Linked DNA regions of Mus musculus: region 1 is linked to region 2. Evidence: chromatin contacts called from public Micro-C data. All regions are on one chromosome and are shown on one strand. Each heading gives the region's core, a stretch centred on a gene start, on an enhancer-like site or on the middle of the called end of the contact. The rest is flanking DNA. Distances are from core to core; before and after follow the strand shown. Region 1 holds the start of Pimreg (PICALM interacting mitotic regulator). Region 2 has its middle 7.0 kb from the start of Gm46262.

Region 1 (4,604 bases), core at 1,718-4,217, 65 kb after region 2:
ACCCTGCACCTGGCCCCCATCAAAGAGCTACACCTGCGTGGAGCCCCCCTCCAGCCACTCTCTATGCATGGCTGAAGGGAGCAGCTTCCCATTCAGAAGAAAATACTTCTTCTGCCTTCTTTCGTTGCCATGGAGACTTCCCTTCATTAACCTGGTCCGCCAGTTACAGCTCCAAGTGGCAAAAGGGTAGAGGGCTGCAAGCATTCAGAAGTCTCTCTACAGACATGCCATGCATGCACACACGCTCTAGATGCTTAGCAAGGATGTGTGACCCAAAGAGAGGAACACGGGGCTCAGAGTCAGAGACCCAGGATCTCCGCCTGTCTGAATCTCCAGTGTCGTCATCAGTAATGAGGTTAAAAATAGATCCGACTCCCTAGACCTACAGTGAGAACGGAGGAGCAAGAATGTGGATGCTCTTAGCTGAGTGTCTGACGAGTGGTTAAGGGCTCAGAAATTATAAGCCCTTATTATGGATGCCTTGACACTCCAGGCGCTGTGGCAGGTGCTGGGGGAACTGAGTGCGGGAAAGCGCTGAAAAAACAAAGAGAGAGAGAGAGAGAGAGAGAGAGAGAGAGAGAGAGAGAGAGAGGGAGGGAGAGAATCATTTCCTAGTGTTTCGTCTTCATTGAGTCATACCCACACTTTGAATTCCGTCTTCATAGAAAGCACTCTCCTCCTCCCTCTGATTCACTGCAAGTATCTCCTGATTGTGATCACAAACACAAGTGGCCTAACACAAGCAGGTTGAGAAGCACGCATTTCTGATTCCTGGTAAACAATCCCATGGAGGAGAGAGGGGCTGGGGGACAAAATCATCAAGCAAAAGAGAGCTCATAGGCTCTCGAACCTCAGCCTATATCCACTGTCACCCAAGGTGACAGCAATAGAGTTTCTCTGAGCACATCAAACAGTCACAGTAGTTCAGGGAGATTTGTTTGGGGTTGTGTGTGTGTGTGAGAGAGAGACAGAGAGAGACAGAGAGACAGAGAGAGACAGACAGAGAGAGAAAGACAGAGACAGAGAGAGACAGACAGAGACAGAGAGAGACAGACAGAGAGAGAGACAGAGACAGAGAGAGAGAGACAGAGAGAGAGACAGAGAGAGAGAGAGGGGAGTGTTTGTGTGTGTGTGTGTGTGTGTGTGTGTGTGTGTGTGTGTGTGTGTGTATGTGTGTGTGGTTTCTTTCAAAGAGTGGTCTTAAACATGATATGTCCTGTGCAAAAAACAAAACACAAACACACAGTCACAAAGATAAATGCCTACAAACATATCCTCTGCCTAGCCAGCTCATTGTCAAGGTCTCACGTTTAGATAACGGTACAGTTCTCTGATTGATTATTGGAGATTTGGTCTGGAAATACTTGTCTCTCTACACATGCTGAACTTGAGACCCATGGGTGTAAGAAGGAAGAAAGCACAGAGTTTAATAAGTCACAAGTTCCCCTTGGTGAGATTAGAGAGACTTTGGGGGAGCAGGGAACCAGTGTCTTGGCTCTGTTGGCTTTATGCAGCCAGCAGGAGGTGACAGGACCCAGAAGAGTGCTGGCTTCAGGAGTCAAGGGAGAGACCCCAGCTGGAAAAGGGTGGGGTCTGAGGAGCAACAGTGAGGGGGTCAACCCTGGTCACACAGACAACGTCCCTGCATGCATGGCCTTTGGGTCCTTCACCCTGCTACAGTTAGTGAGTGAAGTGTACGGCCAGTCTCTCCACACCCCAGCTACCTCACAGAGCTGCAGAGCACTGGGGATAAACTGGGCTTGCTGATAGAAAGGGAGTGTTTGCAAGTGCTACACACAAATCAACCATTATTATTATAGGGGGTTGGGAGGTAAACACTGAGGTCAGGAGAGGGTCAGACAATCCTGACACCAGGAAGAGGCCTGAAGAGTCTCTAGGAGTCTCACTCCAGGCTGAGGAAAGGAGAGAGGAGGGAGAAGAGAAATTCTTTTTTGAGGACCGATAAGAAGGCCCCATTGTGGTGGCACGCCAGGCCCCTTGATTTCAATCTTGGGGAGGCTGAGTGTGGCCAGTTAGAACCAACCACCTCTAACTCCAGCTCCAGAGGGTCTGACTTCCTCTTCTGTGTCGCCACCACGCCACCCCACAGGCATTTACATGCACAGAGACATATAATTAAAAATAAAAATATTTTTTTTAAAAAAAGTCAAAACCATAAAAATGAAAGCATGGGAGAAAGTGACCCAGCCTGGGTTGCTGTTGTTTGTCGTCGTCGTCTTTGTTTCTTGTTTTGTTTTTTTAGCTTGCTGGCAGACTACAGGAAAGAAAGATTGAAAGATGCGTAGAGCAAGACCCGGCAGAGGAACTGACCTAACTGTGGAGAGGGTGATCTACAGTCTGTCCCCTCCTCTGAGATGTGCTTTCTTGGGCGCCGCCAGCAGGGTGTTTGTTTGAGGAACAGACAGGGGCAGGGCCATCTCGCAGGAAGGAAGAGAATTACGCGGGGAATTTGAAACAAAACTTCCCAGGGATCGCAAAGCTCGGCAGTCCCAGCCTATCGCTTTGACAAAACTACTTATCGTGGGAGAGAAGTTAGGCGGGGTGAAGGACTGAAAGGGGCGCGTGCCCTGGGTGGCGGTGACCTGAACCCCCGCAGCATCCTGCACCCTGACCTGCATGCTTGAAGAAGAGAGCTTGGGAGAACGATGGACTAGGCGCGGTCGCCTGGGACCAAGCAGCCGGGATGTAGGGAGGCGGGCTGGTCGGTAACAGTGATCCGGTGGCGACCTGGACCCCTCTGCGGCGAGCCAGGTGGGGGGTCTACGAACGATGTATGGGCGTGGCCAGGCCAATCCCAAAGCAGGATTTACAGTCACGAGAGAAAAAGACCAATCGAAATCCGGGGCGGCGGTGGTGGATGGCTGATAGGGCCAATGGGCTGCAAGCGCCGGGGCGGGGCGGGGCCGCGCGGAGTTTCAAATCGGCTGCGGTGGGCTAGGAGAGGGTGTTGATCTTCGGGTCCGGGTATCGAGCAGGGAGGTGAGCATGCGGGGTTACCGAGGGGCTTAAGGAGGGGGGTGGGGGACGGTCTCACGGGGAGCTCTGAATGGGGAACGGGTCAGGAGCTCTGGATAGGACCCACAAGACAAAGGGAATGTCTAGGAGTTGCAAACGCCCCATCGGATCCGAGGCCTTGGCTGGATTGCTAAATCTGCTCCGGAGAGGAAAATTTGTGAAAACAGCATACTGCTGGTGCCCTGCGTAAGCGCCGAGGCTCCGTGACCTGTGTGCCACTCCACTTAGCCTATGGGGAATAGGCTAGGATGGAAAGACGGACAAATTGCCGCCTTGCAACGGAGGCAGCTGCTGACCATGATGCCATTGGTCATCTTTCTGGCATCCACAATTGCCCAACAGGCCTACCCCGCGAGGTTCCACTTCATCTCTTTCCCAGTTCCCAAGGTCCCTGGAGCCTTGGAATGGGGTCAGGGAGTACTTTGATGACCTTTTGACCTCCCCAGGATCTAGCGGGCAGCGGAAACTGGACCAAGCACATGGCGTCTCAGTGGCAGGGCATGAGGACCTCTGTGCGCAGACGATCACTCCTAAAGGAGGAACAGCTAGAGAAGAAGGAGGTGACCCGGTCTGCTGGGGGTCATCCGGAGACCGGTCCCTTGGGCTCCCTGTGCAGACAATTCCAAAGGAGGCTGCCTCTGAGAGCGGTCAGCCTGAACCTCGGTAACGGCCCCTCCTGGAAACGCCTGGAAAGTCCAGAGCCAGAGCAGCAAGGTCTTCAGGCTGCAGCTCGCTCAGCCAAAAGCGCCTTGGGTGCCATGTCCCAGGTAACAATGACACCACCAGCCGTCTGTTTACAGAAGCGTCCTTGGTGTTGACTGTCCCTATCCTCAGGGAGACCCCAGGAATATAGACTCCATGGGGTCTTGGGGTTTGATTAGGTTCTTGCCATTTTCCCAGAACCCCGGTCATTCTGGCACATAATAGTTTCCCAACAAATCAGTAGGTGAATAAAGTCATGGAAGAAATTGGTGTTCCCCATGCAAGGTGACCTGCCATGTCCTGTGATAGAAAATTGCAGGAAATGGCTATCTATAAAGAGATACCAGTCTCAAGCTTAGTGGATAAAGACTTCCTAGAATAGGTGACTCTTCCAAGATCACTCAGGAAAGGGGAGGTGTATGTAGGCACAGGGCCAGTGGGATGCTGTGAGTGAGTCCAGCGTGGATGCTGAAGAGAAGAGTCCCCAGTGTGAAGCTAAGCAGTCAGTATAGTGAGAGAGGTGATCCTGTGTGCTGACCCCCATTTAAAGTCTCCCAGTCACACTCTTACACCTTAGCTGTCAACTATTTGGTAGAAAAAGGCAGAGGAGCGGGGCTTGCAGAAAGGGTGCAACTTCCTGAGCGGTTCAGAAGGCAGATTTGAGGGGTGGTGTTTGTGTGTGGTGTGTCCAAGAGCCTTCGAGCAGATATCTTCTTTTAATGTTTTAATATTTATCTATGGGAGGAGCGCTTATGCAGTGGTACTTGTCTGGAGGTCAGAGAAGGAATAAGGTCTCCCTCCACCGTGTGGGTTCTGGAGATCACACGAGTTGCCTGGTTTGGTGGCAAGAAGATGTACCTGTTACG
Region 2 (4,224 bases), core at 740-3,239:
TGAGGGAGTGGTTAGGAGAAGGTTAGGGGAGTGATTAGGGGAGTGGATAGAAGAGGGTTAGGGGCAGATCCCCCAGGCACTAGAATCCCAGGCGTTTGCACAGTGTCCAGTACATATTCAGATATTCTAAGCCCTTCCAAGTGAGTGGAGAAAAGAAGACAAATAGAGCAGATCCATCACTGCAGAGAATAGATCTTAAGGACAATGACCTTGTGTGTCAGTGCCAGTCACCCCCTCCCTGCACATTTCTTCCACCCACCCCACCCCCATATGCTGAGCACTTCACTTTCTGCTGTGGGCTGTGACTGTTTTTTAGATTTATTACAGTTTTATTTTCAATTATATATACGTGCAGTGAGGGCAGGGATTGTGTCCATGAGTGCAGTACAGGTTGGGGCCACCATATCCTCTGCAGCTGGAGTTTCATAAGCAGCTGTCAACCACTCAACCTTGGAGCTGGGACTCAAACTCTGGTCGTCTTAACCATTGAACCCCACTCCAACCTTGGCTTTTGACTTTTCACACCCTTTAACAGAGAGGGCTTCAAACAAAGGCCTTAAGGCTGACCTTGGTCCTAATGTCCTAGCTGTTAGACCTTGGGTCAAACTCAGATCTGTCTGATCCAAGATCCAGAGCAAACCCCTAAGTGCCCACTTCCACCGAAGGTGTGCCTGGCCTCATGCAGAAAGAGCACCAGGGGACCAAACCCACTGTCACTGTGATTGTAAAGGTCGCTCTTCGTGGGCCTATCTCAACCCTGGCTATTCGTACCCACTGCTTCTCACCAGAATGGGTCCTGCACAGCACCGTCAGAGCCCAGGTTAAGAACCTGACTTCCAAGGCAGACACATAGGAGCTACCAGAATAAGAACACCCAGATACTTCACTGCCTTCCCTGTTTTGTGCACCACAAACTGCCTCCTGCTATTGGTATTGGGACACACGAACCCCAAAGACCACACCTCAAGGCAGTGAGACCCACTCTGCCCTTGGGGCAGAAGAAGGCCAGCAGGGGTGGGGAGGTCTCCTGTTCAGCCTTCTCTTCCCTGTTTGCTGTGGCAGGCAGCCCTGCCTCCTACTTTCTAACTGTGACAGTAGGGGGAAAAAAACTCTTCAATTCAAACTGTAAATGCTGGTTTCTCTCTGCCGCTAACATTCCACCCGAAAATGAGCCATAATTTGAAATGCGCAGTAAAATGTAATCTTGGCTTTTTAGCACCCAGACTCCTTCATTTTCAAAGAAAGCCAATGGCTTGGAGATTGGATTTTGTTTTTGCCAATTATACATTTTTTTTTTGCCTCGAAAGCTGCCTGCAATACAAAAAAAAAAAAAAAAAAAAAAGAAGTGAGGTCGCCCATGCTTTGAAGATGAATCATGTTCAAAGCTGGCGTTAGAACCCCCCGGTGTTCATAACCCTGGTCTTGAGACAAATGCACTAGTCATTACTGAGAGCGCAAACGACAGGCTGGAGTTATGACTAGCGTTTGCTCACCACAGTGAAGAATGCCCTCTATTAATGACAACAGCTGTCGGTTTAATAACCCCAGAAAAGATCATTACATTCTTTCACATTCCCCAGAAACAGATGGAGGAATTGCAAGAAGGTCCAAGCATATGGGAAAGCATGTTGGTTCCAGCAGCTCCAGAGAACAGCCAGAAATCCCATTTTCAGTGGGTCACTCTGGCCACATTACCTGTGGGTGCCCAACAGAGAACAGGTGTCCTCCTGGGCTTGTGAGGAGCGTGGAACATGGTAGGGGTGGTGGAGAGAGAGACACGTGAGCCCTCAGTGTGCCAAGCTGTTAAGTAGCCGCATGGCTTGTCAGGTTCTAGTGAAGGCTTAGGACAGCTGTGGTCACTTTGCCTCAATGACTTCTGGTGGCACTGTCTGCTAACAGAATGTCAGCACAGACACTTCCCTGAGCGCAGTCTCGCCACACAAGCACTTCAGAATGTGTGGGTGTGCCTGGGATGGCCACGGCCTGCGCCATGCCTGTGCCTTAGGCAAATCCTTGCATCACTTACTCCCCTGAAGTGATCGCTCACAACCAAAGCCTATCTTTGCTCTCATTCAGTTGGGAGTACTTGTCCACTACTAGTACTTGTCCGGTACAAAAGAGCATCTCTGTACCTCCAAGCAATTGTCCTGATGATTCAGATATGGCCATCCACAAAGAGAGACGGGGCTGTAACTAAGGAGTAAATCCAGAATTAGAAAAATCTTTTCAAATTGATAAATAAATAAATGTAAAAGGCCATAGGTTTACTGGTGACTTCTTTCAGATTTTCCCAGGATAATAGCTCATATTGCTGTGAAAACTGTCCCCATGCATAGACAAGCACAGAAATCTAAGCTACATATTGTTTGGATACAATAAAACCATGAGTTTAGAAAACTAAAGGCCAAGTTCACTTAAGAAGAAATCCCAAGTACTTAACGGCAAGACAAATTTTAAATTACATTGATGGATAAATAAGCATTGCTTTAAGTTTGTGAGAATGGTACAAATTAATTAGTTTAGGACACTATTAAACACTGAAAAGACTTTTGCATTATCAGTCCCCAAATGATTGGTGTTATTAAGTGATCAATTGACTCCCCTGTGCCCCATCCAAATAAAAAGCATGTATTGTGCAATTCCACCCTCTAACACTCAGAACGTGACCTTATTTGAAAATAGAAATGTTGCAGATACCATGTGTTAAGATGAGGTTACCCTGGAACAAGGCAGGTTCTTCCTCCGGTGTGGCTGGTGTCCTCACCAGAAGGTGACCATGTGAAGACACAGGCACAAGGAGAAGACCATATGAGAACAGGATTGGTGTAACAGAGCTTCAGCCAAGGACATCATTGAAAGCCAGGGTCCACCACAAGCCAGACAGACGTGGGGAAGGACTGCCCTGCTGATCTACAGGAAGCATAGTGCTGCCACCGCCCTGGCCTCAGACCCCCTGCCTCCAGAATGGTGGAACAATAAACCTGTATTATTCTAAGCTGCACTGTTTGTGAGACTTTATTCCAACATGCCTCAGAAACAAACACGATCCCATTCAGATGGGGGTCCAGCAACCTTCAGCTTGTCCCTAATCTCCAGCCTGTACATGCTGTCTACAGCCTGTGAACCAAGAAGTGCTTTTACCTACTTTACAAATAGAAACGGGAAAAGGGAGAGAAGGAGGAGGCCGAGACTCACCACGAGGAGCAAAGGGATAAGCAGCGCTCTGTCAGCCCCTGCCTCCAGGATCCTGCCTTGAGTTTCTTCCCTGATTTCCCTGGATGATAGAGTACAACCTCTAAGATAAAACAAACCATCTCCTCCCCAAGTTTTATCACAGCAATGGGAACCTAACTAAAATACACTCCCGAGGTTCTCAAGGACAAGGCTAACATAATTAGGAGTGTGTGCTAAGAAAAGCACTGGCTGCAGATCTGTGGGATAAGAGACATCATTCTTACCTGGGCTCATTCGACATAATAAGAAATGTGTGGCACCAGAAGCCTCTTAAGTTTATAAGAACAAATATAACTGTTTAAACGCTGTGAAAGTTTGCAATGTGAGAGAGAAAAACGACTGGATGGGTAAGAACCAATACTGAGCTGATTTGAAAAGCTAGGTATTTTAAAAATGGAATCTTTTAAAAGGATGGGAGGTGATATGTGCAAATATGTACCTGATGGATGAACTGATAAGAGCTAGCCAAGCAGAGAGAGACAGATGACATAGAAAAGTGGCAGAGATTTGATGACAACATTACAAACTCCAGTACTTCAAGAGAACCGTGAACCTAAACACGGGTTAAGGGAGAGCCGAGGAAAGCCTAAGACAGAGAAAGGACTGATAACCATCATATAGAGCAAATAAGAAAAACACCAAGACTCCAACAGAAAAACAAGAAGACTGTCCAATAACTCATAGATGATGGAGAGTTGGCGTCAGAACGTGTAAGAAATAGCACACATCCCAGTAAATAAAAGTACACGTTGTAAAATGAACTATCATGGTAAACAGTTGTCCTGGTTTGTTTGGGGATTTGTTTGTTTTCTGTCAACTTGACACAAGCCAGGGTCACCTGAGAAGAGAGAATTTAAATTGGGAAAAAAAGAAAAAAAAGTCTGGCCCCTAGGTAGATCTGTAGGACATTTTCTTGCTTAATGATTGCTGTGGGGGGGCAAGACCACTAGGTACAGTGCCAGCTATGGGTAGATGGTCCTGATTGGTATA

Evidence for each region. Hi-C and Micro-C count contacts between places; a contact is called where the count stands out from the background.
Region 1: a Micro-C map of muscle stem cells shows a contact between it and region 2, with 5 times the contacts expected there. The contact joins the promoter of Pimreg here to the enhancer-like site in region 2. A contact is called at or near these places in 3 of 39 promoter capture datasets (HPC-7-derived erythroid cells, liver and macrophages), 1 of 15 datasets of contacts at CTCF or cohesin (CD8 T cells), 9 of 484 Hi-C or Micro-C datasets (the C10 cell line, CD4 T cells, LSK cells and 4 more), 1 of 115 datasets of contacts at active chromatin or transcription factors (fibro-adipogenic progenitors) and 4 of 9 other capture datasets (adipose tissue, liver, macrophages and 1 more).

What each region holds. Positions count from the first base shown.
Region 1 is chr11:72,039,535-72,044,138 of GRCm38.p6, forward strand. Pimreg (PICALM interacting mitotic regulator) reads left to right here and starts at 2,968. Exons shown (of 6, transcript NM_144526.3): 1 at 2,968-3,000; 2 at 3,483-3,803. The coding sequence starts at 3,516. It also overlaps a transcript of Aipl1 not described here.
Region 2 is chr11:71,975,447-71,979,670 of GRCm38.p6, forward strand. No RefSeq gene overlaps it. Among named protein-coding and RNA genes, the nearest start is that of Gm46262, 7.0 kb to the left of the region's middle. Within about 2 kb of position 1,990, at least 12 of the 459 cell types and tissues checked have an H3K27ac peak or open chromatin away from gene starts, as enhancers often do. A contact at or near this core is called in muscle stem cells, where this site is marked.